2 separate regions of the Gossypium hirsutum genome follow, and region 2 is linked to region 1. The links are chromatin contacts, called in public Hi-C maps. All regions are on one chromosome and are shown on one strand. Each heading gives the region's core, a stretch centred on a gene start, on an enhancer-like site or on the middle of the called end of the contact. The rest is flanking DNA. Distances are from core to core; before and after follow the strand shown. Region 1 holds the start of LOC107934615. Region 2 holds the start of LOC107934611 (histone H4).

Evidence for each region. Hi-C and Micro-C count contacts between places; a contact is called where the count stands out from the background.
Region 2: a Hi-C map of leaf shows a contact between it and region 1, with 1.8 times the contacts expected there. The contact joins the promoter of LOC107934611 here to the promoter of LOC107934615 in region 1. A contact is called at or near these places in 3 of 34 Hi-C or Micro-C datasets (callus, hypocotyl and leaf).

The regions. Positions count from the first base shown.
Region 1 is chrA02:102,680,861-102,685,887 of Gossypium_hirsutum_v2.1, reverse strand. It overlaps LOC107934615, which reads right to left and starts at 1,974. Exons shown (of 4, transcript XR_005903693.1): 1 at 1-1,974.
Region 2 is chrA02:102,968,607-102,973,569 of Gossypium_hirsutum_v2.1, reverse strand. It overlaps LOC107934611 (histone H4), which reads left to right and starts at 2,888. Exons shown (of 1, transcript XM_016867088.2): 1 at 2,888-3,452. The coding sequence starts at 2,995. The coding sequence ends at 3,306. It overlaps LOC107934620 (linamarin synthase 2), which reads right to left and starts at 117. Exons shown (of 2, transcript XM_041079676.1): 1 at 1-117. The coding sequence starts at 32.

The DNA.
Region 1 (5,027 bases), core at 725-3,224:
AATGAATAAAGGAAAATGGTCCGAGAAAGAATGTGGGAGATGCCTCAACGAATAATTAGGGAAAAGTTAAAGCCAAGCATCGCTGGCCACTCCTCTATCAAGTCTTTCCCTAATGTTCCTTTCCATAGTTCTCCCTCTTTCCCATGTGAACCAAGCTCTCAAAAAGCCAATATCTTCTAATTGAAAAGCATCCAAAGTCCTGCGGAAAACCTCCATCCAAGCCTCCTCCCTTAGCAATCCTCCTTGTTTTTCATAAGTAAAAAGAATATCATTGAAATCACCACCCACCAATAAAGGAAGTGAATTATTTCTCCCTAACCTTTGAAGTAACTCCCAAGTCTCCACTTTATTCTTAAACTCCGGAGCCCCATAAAACCCGGTGAAATGCCATCGAGAAGTTGCATCATCTTCTTGAATTTAAACATTGATATTTTTTGGGAAACTCTGCAAATTGACTAAGTTATTCCCATTACACCCGACACTTAAGCCCCCTCGAGATCCTTTCGCTGAAACATCAATACCATTGTAAAATCCACACCGTCTCCTCACTGCCTCTATTTTATTAGCACTTAATTTTGTCTCCACAAATAAGACAAGTTGGGGATGATGAATCTTCAGTATATACTGAAGTCTTTTTACAGTTCGCAGACTCCCCAATCCGAAAACATTACAGCACGGTATTTTTATTGCTTTTGGTCGGCTAGCCCAATGACAGCCACTGATATCTGATTATAATGAGAAGAGTTCTCCCTAGCAACCTCCAATAAATCCTGAGCATTAGAAACATTTGAGATCAACACGTTAAATCTCTGCCTTTTTTTTACCTTCTTCATTAATAAAAGGTTGTTCCTCTAATTCACAACCCATTTGGTCGGCCCAACCCACCTGGTGCTTTCCTTTGAACGTCACTAGAAAATGAAGGCCCAAACATTTGGCTTTTTCCAAGATCCAAATCCTTATCCCCATTATTGCGAAAATTATTTCCTTGCTGATAATCATTCAAAACAGCAGGAAATTTGGACCCTTCCAAATTAATCCCAAAAGGGGAAATAAAATTAGCTCCTAATTCAAGCCTTTGATTATGACTTGATTGTTGGCTGGAAAATTGCCCAAAATGGGACTTTCCAAAAAAAACTATTATATCCTTCCCCCCTTAACCAGATACTATTAGCAATGGAAGCCTTCCTCCCTTGAGCTCTCAAAAACAGATCCCAACCCATCTCCAGTTCCTGCATTCCATATTGTAACCTCAGCGAACAAAAATTATTACCATGACCAAGACATCCACATAAAAAGCAAAATAAAGTTAATTTTTCATACTTAAATTTTGCATAAGTGAATTTTGACTCGAAAATCTTAATTTTCTTTCTTCTTTTTAGATGAATTCGAACATCAAACCGAAACCTAAATGCGTATATAATTCATATATCCATTAGACAACTGCTTCATGTCATATTCAAGAAATTTGCCAATACTGAACTGCCATAGAATCCTGGAAGAAACCCGGAGGCAACTCGTGGACATGAATCCAACAATCTGAAAACACCAAAGGAATAGCCGGTGGGTCTTCGTTCTCCTCAAGCCTATGGAAAATCAGGAGGTGATTATTGGAAGTCCAAGGAGCACCTGAGATAACCCGTGAATTATCTACCTCATTGAAAAACTTGAAAAGAAAGGGTTTCTCCCCCAAATCAGAAATTTGCACACCCTCCAAAGGATGCCAAATGTTGGCCATAGTATTTCTCATCGCAGGGAAATGCACCACACTAGCAATAAGAAAACACCCTACCAAGCAGAAATTATACACAACATTTTGTGCTTCAGATTTGTTTGGCAAAGAAAATGCCTCTTTCTCACCACACAACGAAAACAACCCACTACAAACGGAAGATCAAAGTAACAAACCGAAAAAATATAAGAAAAATACAACAAAAGGAAACAAATAGGAAGCAAGACTAAAGCGTGTCAAAAAGGACAGATAGAGCGTGCCAAAGCGGCAGATTAATTAACTCTAATATTAACTAAGTAATAATTAATATGATTAGAATTCTATTCAAGTAATAACTCTATTTTACATCAACAAAATTACCAAAACTTTTGTTTACATAAAAAATTAACTAATAATGGTAAATTACAAATACAATTATATTATTCACAAATTTTTTTTTTCTATATTTTATGCTTAGTGTTTTATTCAAGGAATAACTCTATATTAAAATTAGCATAACTTTTTAACTAATAATTTTAATTCTAATCCTAATTATTTTTAAATGTGCAATTATCACAAATTCTATTAAATTATAGTTATTTTTAAATGAATAATTATTACAATTTCTATTTTATTTCAACTTTTTAATTAATAATTTTAATTTAAATATTATAATTATTTTTAAATGTGAATTTAATAATATGATAAAAAATAAAAAATATTTTCATCAGTACAAAAAATTTTCTAAACTTATTTTTTTATATATACTAGTCTCAAATTTTATGTACACTGCATGTAAATATAGATATTTATTTTTTTATTTAATTTTTAAACCGTGTAACTAATGTAAGTAATTATTATTAAAATATATAATGCTATCTATACCGATAAATCATAATTTTAATTTATATATAACTAAAATAATTATTTATTATTAAAATTTAATTATTATTTTATTTTAATACCTTATTTCTAGCTTCAAAAGAATAAAAACTATATTATACAAAAAATAAATAAAAATATTATTCGTTTACTTTATCTATGATTAATTCAATACGTTAAATCTAACTTCTCAATTGTATATTTCAAGAAATACAAAAATGAAACAACTTATTTTACAAATTAGTTTTCTTTCCCGTGTGATGCATAGATTTTATACTACATTAAAAATTTTAATGAAATAATTAATCACCAATTTGAACCATATGAAATAAAAATGGAAAAAAAATTCAAACATAGACAACCCTAACTGAATTCAAAAAAAAAATCCAGGAAGTATAAATTGAGTGAAATTGAAACGAATGGAGGACTAAAGCAGACTAACAAATCATGAAGGACCTAATGCAAAATTAACCCAAGACCCAAAAAAAATCTAATTCCGACCCACGTGATTTGATGTGGATTTAAATCCAATCTGGTTACATAATGAAAGGGTGCATACTTTAGTCTTCAAATGATTTTTAGAAAATTCTAGAATGTTGCAATCATTTTATTTTTGATGCCACATTCACTGAAACCCAACAAATCGTAAATATATATTTTATATTTTACATCAAGATTTACAACTCCAAAATTGAAGTCCCCTTCTTTATTTTGAGAACATGGTGGTGAAAAAAATTGGGGCTAATTACGTAAAAATTTTCAATTTTAAACATAACAAGGGATTTAAGTTGATATTTCCTAAATTTAAGAAAATAAGTCAATTTTGGAGAGAGAAATAAAAAATGCAGGAACCGTTTTAGTCCAATGGTCAAGTTAAAATTTCAAACGGCTAATTACATTTTTACCTCCAATGACTATTTCATTTTATATATAACCCTTATTCTCTCAACTATTTTATTCTCAACATTTTCATTTAATTTCTCTCAAATTCTTCTTGTCTTAATTTTATATTTCATAATTTCTTTGATTTTATTTTATTTTTATAATCTTAAAAATTTCAATGCCTCTTTTTCGTTTGGATGACAAACACATTTTCGACGTCCAATTACAAATGGTAAGAAAATATTATTAATTTTTTAATTAATATAATTATTAAGTTGTTAACATTATTAATTTTTTTAAAATTTTTATGTTTATATAATTAGACCAAAAATTAGATTATCGAGACGTATATACACAATTTAAGTGCGAGGGCATCGCGTATTATTGAACAACACTTGGAAGAGGTGGGATTGTTGCACGTGTATTGTATGCTTAGGGGGACCAAATTGGAGCTCGCACTTATCAATGTTTTGTTGGAAAAATGAAGACTCGAAACGCACAAATTTCATCTTTCGTGCAATGAGTTTACAATTACACTTGAAGATGTAACATGGAAGTTGGCCCCATGCTTTGCGCTATACCGCTTCACTACAGCAACAAAAACATCTTTTGAGGAAAACTTCAATCCAACTGTCTTGAACTTACTTTCTTTTCCCAGTTTGTATAAACTTCCTTATGTTATCAATGAAATCATTATTTTCCTTCCCAACTGTTACACTTACCCTAATATTAACAGTATACTAAAGTATTCGCCATACGAAATTCCTTAACTTACTTGAGGGACTAAGCCAAGTCCCATGTATTATGCATACAAGACTAACTCTCACTTAACTTCCAGAGGATCGACTAAACCAAAATCTTTGATACTAATAAAATTGTAACACCCTATACCAGATCTGATTTACTAGATTCGAATATAGGATGCCACCAAACTTAAACACTTAACAAAAATTTTAAAATGGACGAAGACTTTACTAAACATGCTTACATATTTTTTATTATTTTAAATCCTAGATTTTGAAGATAAAAGACTATTTGATTACAACTGATTTTCAATAATAGTATAATCAATACCACCTAAAACTTTATTAAAACAGACCCAATCATGGCATATAATACTATTCGCCATTTAAAAACATCTTCTCAAGTGTCCTTTTGTATGCTTAATATCACTCTACAATCAATTATTTTGGCACGCCCCTAGCTTGGTCCCTTTTGGCAAATTGGTTCAAACCTAAAAACCTGCAATGCAAATAAACACTCATAAGTTCAATGGATCAATTCTTTGCTTTGTCAAAATTTTGTACCTAACAAATCGATGGAGAAAAAAAATGAATGAAAAGGTACCAGAAATAATTGTAAATTTTAAACTCACAATATGCTATGTTACAAAGCAAACCATTTTAATAAATTTGTTGGGGGTTAATTTATACAAATATGCTGAAAAAGAATGACAATTGAGAAAGTAGGTTGAAAATTTTAAAATTTACCGATTTATTCCTTAAAACTATGACAATGTCTATCCCAAATAAGGATAAAAATAAATCTACAAACT
Region 2 (4,963 bases), core at 1,639-4,138, 290 kb before region 1:
GCGTGGGGTTTACTGGTTTCAACTGAAGCCATCTTAGGAAAGCAATAACAAAGTTGGAAATTTAAGGTCTTTGCTGGGAAATGCTTTTCTTGCTAGGAACATTCAATATAGACAAGGGAAAATGTTCTTGCGTAATCCAAAACAGAGGTAAATGCCGACTGTTATTTAGTTAATTAATTTGGGAATGTTCTTACTGACATGCGGCTTCAAATTTTGCCTACTATATGATCTCACCTATATTCGTTTGATATAATCTTTTATACATACTTGGCTCTCTCTTATTGTGGAAGATTCCGGCCACCTTTAAACATTAAAAAACAAAATAAAAAAGCAAACTATTATCACTATTATATTATTTGAGATTTAAGATATGGTCTTGCATCGCCCTAATTTGATTTTTCTAATAAATATATATAATATAAACGAGAAATTATTATTTTACTTTTTTAATAGTTATATACATAAAAGGTTGAAAAATATATGGTTATATTTTATGATTTAATTCTATATATATATTTATCATTTCATTAGCATTGTATATAAAAGTAAAATGATAGTTTTATATATATTAGAATAGGAAATGTTGAGGTGAGGCGAGTAATTATTTGAACTGTTTTACATCCACCTTCTAAAAATTAACATCTCGCCCCATTTTTATAGTCCAAGAATAAATTCATTCCATTTGAAGCGAGACGATTCAAGATTCATTAGACATTCCAAATTTTGTCATCCTTAAATTAGATAATGACATTTTTTTTAAATAAGGTAAACTATCGACATAGTCACTTTTGTTTGTATCAAGTTATATTTTAGTCACTGACGTTATTGTTTTGTTATAAAATAGTCACTCTGTGTTAAAATATGTTACCTCCCAAATGACAGTCCGATGTGGCAATTAATTAAAATGGGTTTTAAATGCCAACATAAATTAAATTAATTAAATTTTCTAAATTAATTAAAGGAAAATGTTAAATTGGTTTCTTGAAAGAATCAAAACCAATATACCACATTAATCCTTGAACTGAAAAAAAAAAAAAGAACTCTTGGTCTCCTTTTTCTTTTAGTTTTCGTTTTCATTTTGACTAAAAAGCCAATCATTTTCATAGTTTTATTTGTTGAATTGAAATAGTAGAAATCAAATTGAGTGCTCCATCAATCGGTTGGATCTTTTATTCAAAATGAAAGAACAAAGAATCGTTTCAATGGAGAGTCCAAGTATAGGTTACAATAAGTAATGAGTTTTTTTTGTTCTTTACCTAAATTTTGGGTTCAAATATTATGGTTTTTTTTTTGCAAAAAGGTGATTCATCTTTTCATGTTTTTCTGTATATGTGACAAACAAAAAAGACATATTTCATTTTTGTTTATTTATGTATTGTAAGCAACCATAATAGCAAGCAGGTATAAAGGTTGGTGTGTCCATTTCTTCTTCTTCTTCTTCTTTTCTATCGTTCTGCTTTTCTCTTCTCCGATAGTAATAAAAAAAACCCCAACTGTTCATTCTTTTTAAATGGGAGAAAATTGAGTTTTAGAACAAAATTTTGTTTTCTATAATTTCATAAATAAAATTTAAAATTTCTCATCCCAGCTGAACATCTACATTGGCATTTAAAACCTATTTTAACTATTATGTTGGATTGTCGTTTAAAAAGTAACAGATTTTAACGGAAAAGTGACCATTTCGTAACAAAACGATAACGTAAGTGACTAAAATGTAATATATTAAACATAAGTAGCTAATAAATAACTAAAAAGTAACTTAAAGCAAACAAAAATGACTATTTTAATAGTTTACCCTTTAAAATATTTTTAAAATAATTTGCTTGCTTGCATTATAATCTGATTCACTAGAGGAGCATAAAATTATATATCATTCCCGCATTAGATATATATATATATCTATATATATATATTAAGGTTATTAAGTTTTTAATTTTTAATGCGATATGTAATAAAGAAATAAAATATTTGTAGAGCTCTTTTATTTTTTTAATATAATTTTTAATTATATTTTGCAACTTATATTTTCACAATAAATATTTTTAATTTATTTATACTCGATAATTTAACTTACAATTTTTAATCATATTTTCTTTCATTTAATTTAAATTGTTTTATTTTCATTATCTTATTGTTAAATCATACGCACTGGTAAAAAATAACTTTTATTACTAGTCAAACTTTTTCTATTTGTCTCTACTTTGAAGTTAAGATATAAAGTTGGAAGTTTCAAACAATAAATTTATACATATTTTATTATTTATATTTCCCTCTAAATATTTTTAGCACATAAAATTTATTAATTATATATTTTCTTGATATTTAAAATTTAACCTGTCAACAATCTCTAGGTTTAATGACAAAAGTATTATATTATAAGTATGAGAACTTATATTCGATATCATGTTACTTTATTTTCTTCTCTCAATCATAAAAAAAATTTTAACCCGAGGCACGCATTAAAAAATTAATATATATATTTACATTAGCACTATTGTAAAAAAAATATTATATATATAAATATGTTTTAATTATATATCTAAAATTATATTTATACTTAAATATAAATTTTATAATTATTAATTAATTCTTTTTATATATCTTTTATATTTATTTTACTATTTATATTTAAAATTCGTGATTACCCTCCTAACAATAAAAAAAATAATTCAAAAGGATTGAAATAATTCAAAATGATTGAAGCCTAATCCACGGTTCAAAATCGCGCAAACACGCGCACAACACACCATGAATCGATTCACTAACCATTAGATAAACGAACACTCCTCTTACATTTCCAGCCAATAATATCAAAAGCTATGGATCACCAATATCCACCGTCAGATACCGTTCAAATCCAACAGTTCATATTCTTTTCCTCTATCCATAACAAAAAAAAAACCCCTATTTAAACCCCGCTCCACATCCCTCGCTTTCAAGCATTCAAAAAATTCCCAGTTTTCTGTGAAAAAAGAGTCTCTTCGATTCTTCAAAATGTCGGGCCGTGGAAAAGGAGGCAAGGGATTGGGAAAGGGAGGCGCTAAGAGGCATCGTAAGGTTCTCCGAGATAACATTCAGGGCATCACCAAGCCGGCGATTCGGAGATTAGCTCGTAGAGGCGGCGTGAAGAGGATTAGTGGTTTGATCTACGAGGAAACTCGTGGGGTTCTCAAGATCTTCCTTGAAAACGTTATACGCGATGCCGTCACCTATACGGAGCACGCTAGGCGTAAGACTGTTACCGCTATCGATGTCGTTTATGCTCTCAAGAGACAAGGAAGGACTCTTTACGGTTTCGGCGGTTGATTTTGGATTTTAGGGTTTCTTTTTTGTGTAAATTTTTTTTGTAACAGTTTCTTGTAGGCTTTTTTTCTTGGATTTTCTCTTTAGTTTAATGTATTTTTGTTTCGAATTTCGATGAATTTCTCTGAAGATCTCGTTTCAAAAGCTAATTTGGTTTTGATTTTTGAATCTCAGTTCTAAAATATTTAGGGTTCGCCTGAAATTATAGGTATAATCGCTGCTCTGCGTTTTGGTTTCTTGCTGAATCTGTCAAGGCTCGTTAAATGTTATATAAATCTTGAAAAATATGGAAAATAAATCAACAATCGATTATTAGCCTTTTCCCACAAAAAAATATTTGAAGAATTGAACTGTAAATCAAGTCAGCAATTGAGCTTGCCTTAATAGTTGTAGTTTCTCTCAAAAGCAGACAGAATGGCGTATCTTGGTTGGTAAATCTGGTAGAGAACAGGTTTTAGGTCTTTCGTTTGTTTCTTATTTTTACGTGCAGTCATTTTTCGAAGAGTCATGGGTTTGTATGCTGTAACAGTAAAAATAATAGTGGTGGTGAAATTAGTTGTTAAAGTAATATTGTAATTTGAGAGAGAAAGTAAATTAGATGTGGGTGAAAAAAGCTTAAATCCAAGAGTGAAGACCCTTAAAAATAGCCTATTTGAAGACATTATAATTTTTTGGGTAAAATACATTAAGATGACTATATTATTAATAAATTTATATTTTGATTATTTTTTATTTGTATTGTTTGTATAAATTTTTTTAATTTTTATAATTTAATATTTTATATAAAATAATTTTAAATATCATTAATTTGCGGATTAAAATATAAATAATTTTTCTTTTAAATGATTTAAAAAGTAAGCGAAAGTGGAATTTGTTGGTAAAACATATTATGATCTTTATCTTTCAAATGATTGATTTGAAGGAAAGGAATAAATTTAAAGTGTTGAAGATGCATGTTTATAAATGTTTTTATTAGATAATTATTCTAGATAATTTAAGAGATAAATTTAAATTTTATGAGTATTTCAAGCCTATCAAAATACTGGAGAGATTCTTGCATTAGCCTAGAAATAAGTTGTTGGTTGACTTCTTCATTAGCTATTTAGAGTGTATTTGGACACTTGTTTAGAGGCTTTTTATGGAAAGATGTTAGAATGTAAAGTGGGATATTTTGGGATAATGATATGCAACAATTTGGGTTTGATTTTGAGGTTACAAATATTTATTGGGAGAGTGATATGCAACAATTTGTATCAGAGGAATTGTTGAAGAAAATTATTTTCTAAGTGAGGCTCCACAAATAGGGGTGAGCAAAATCCAATTCGATTTGAAAAATTTGATAAAAAATTTAAATTTTGAATTAAATAATTCGAATTATTTGAGTTAATCAAGTTATTCTGATTAACTCGAATAAAAAAATTAAGTTTTTGGTTTAACTCGAATATGAATTACACAATTCGAGTTATCCAAAAATCCGAATAAGAAAAGACAAAACTACGTTATTTTGATAAATGTTTACTTTTTTAAAAGTTAAAATTCAAAATAATTAAGTTAAAAGGTAAAACTACGTCGTTTTGATAAATGTTTACTCGTTAAGTTAAAAGGTAAAATCATTATATTGTTCATATAGTTAAATAATCTTTTAATTCGTCTACTAGTT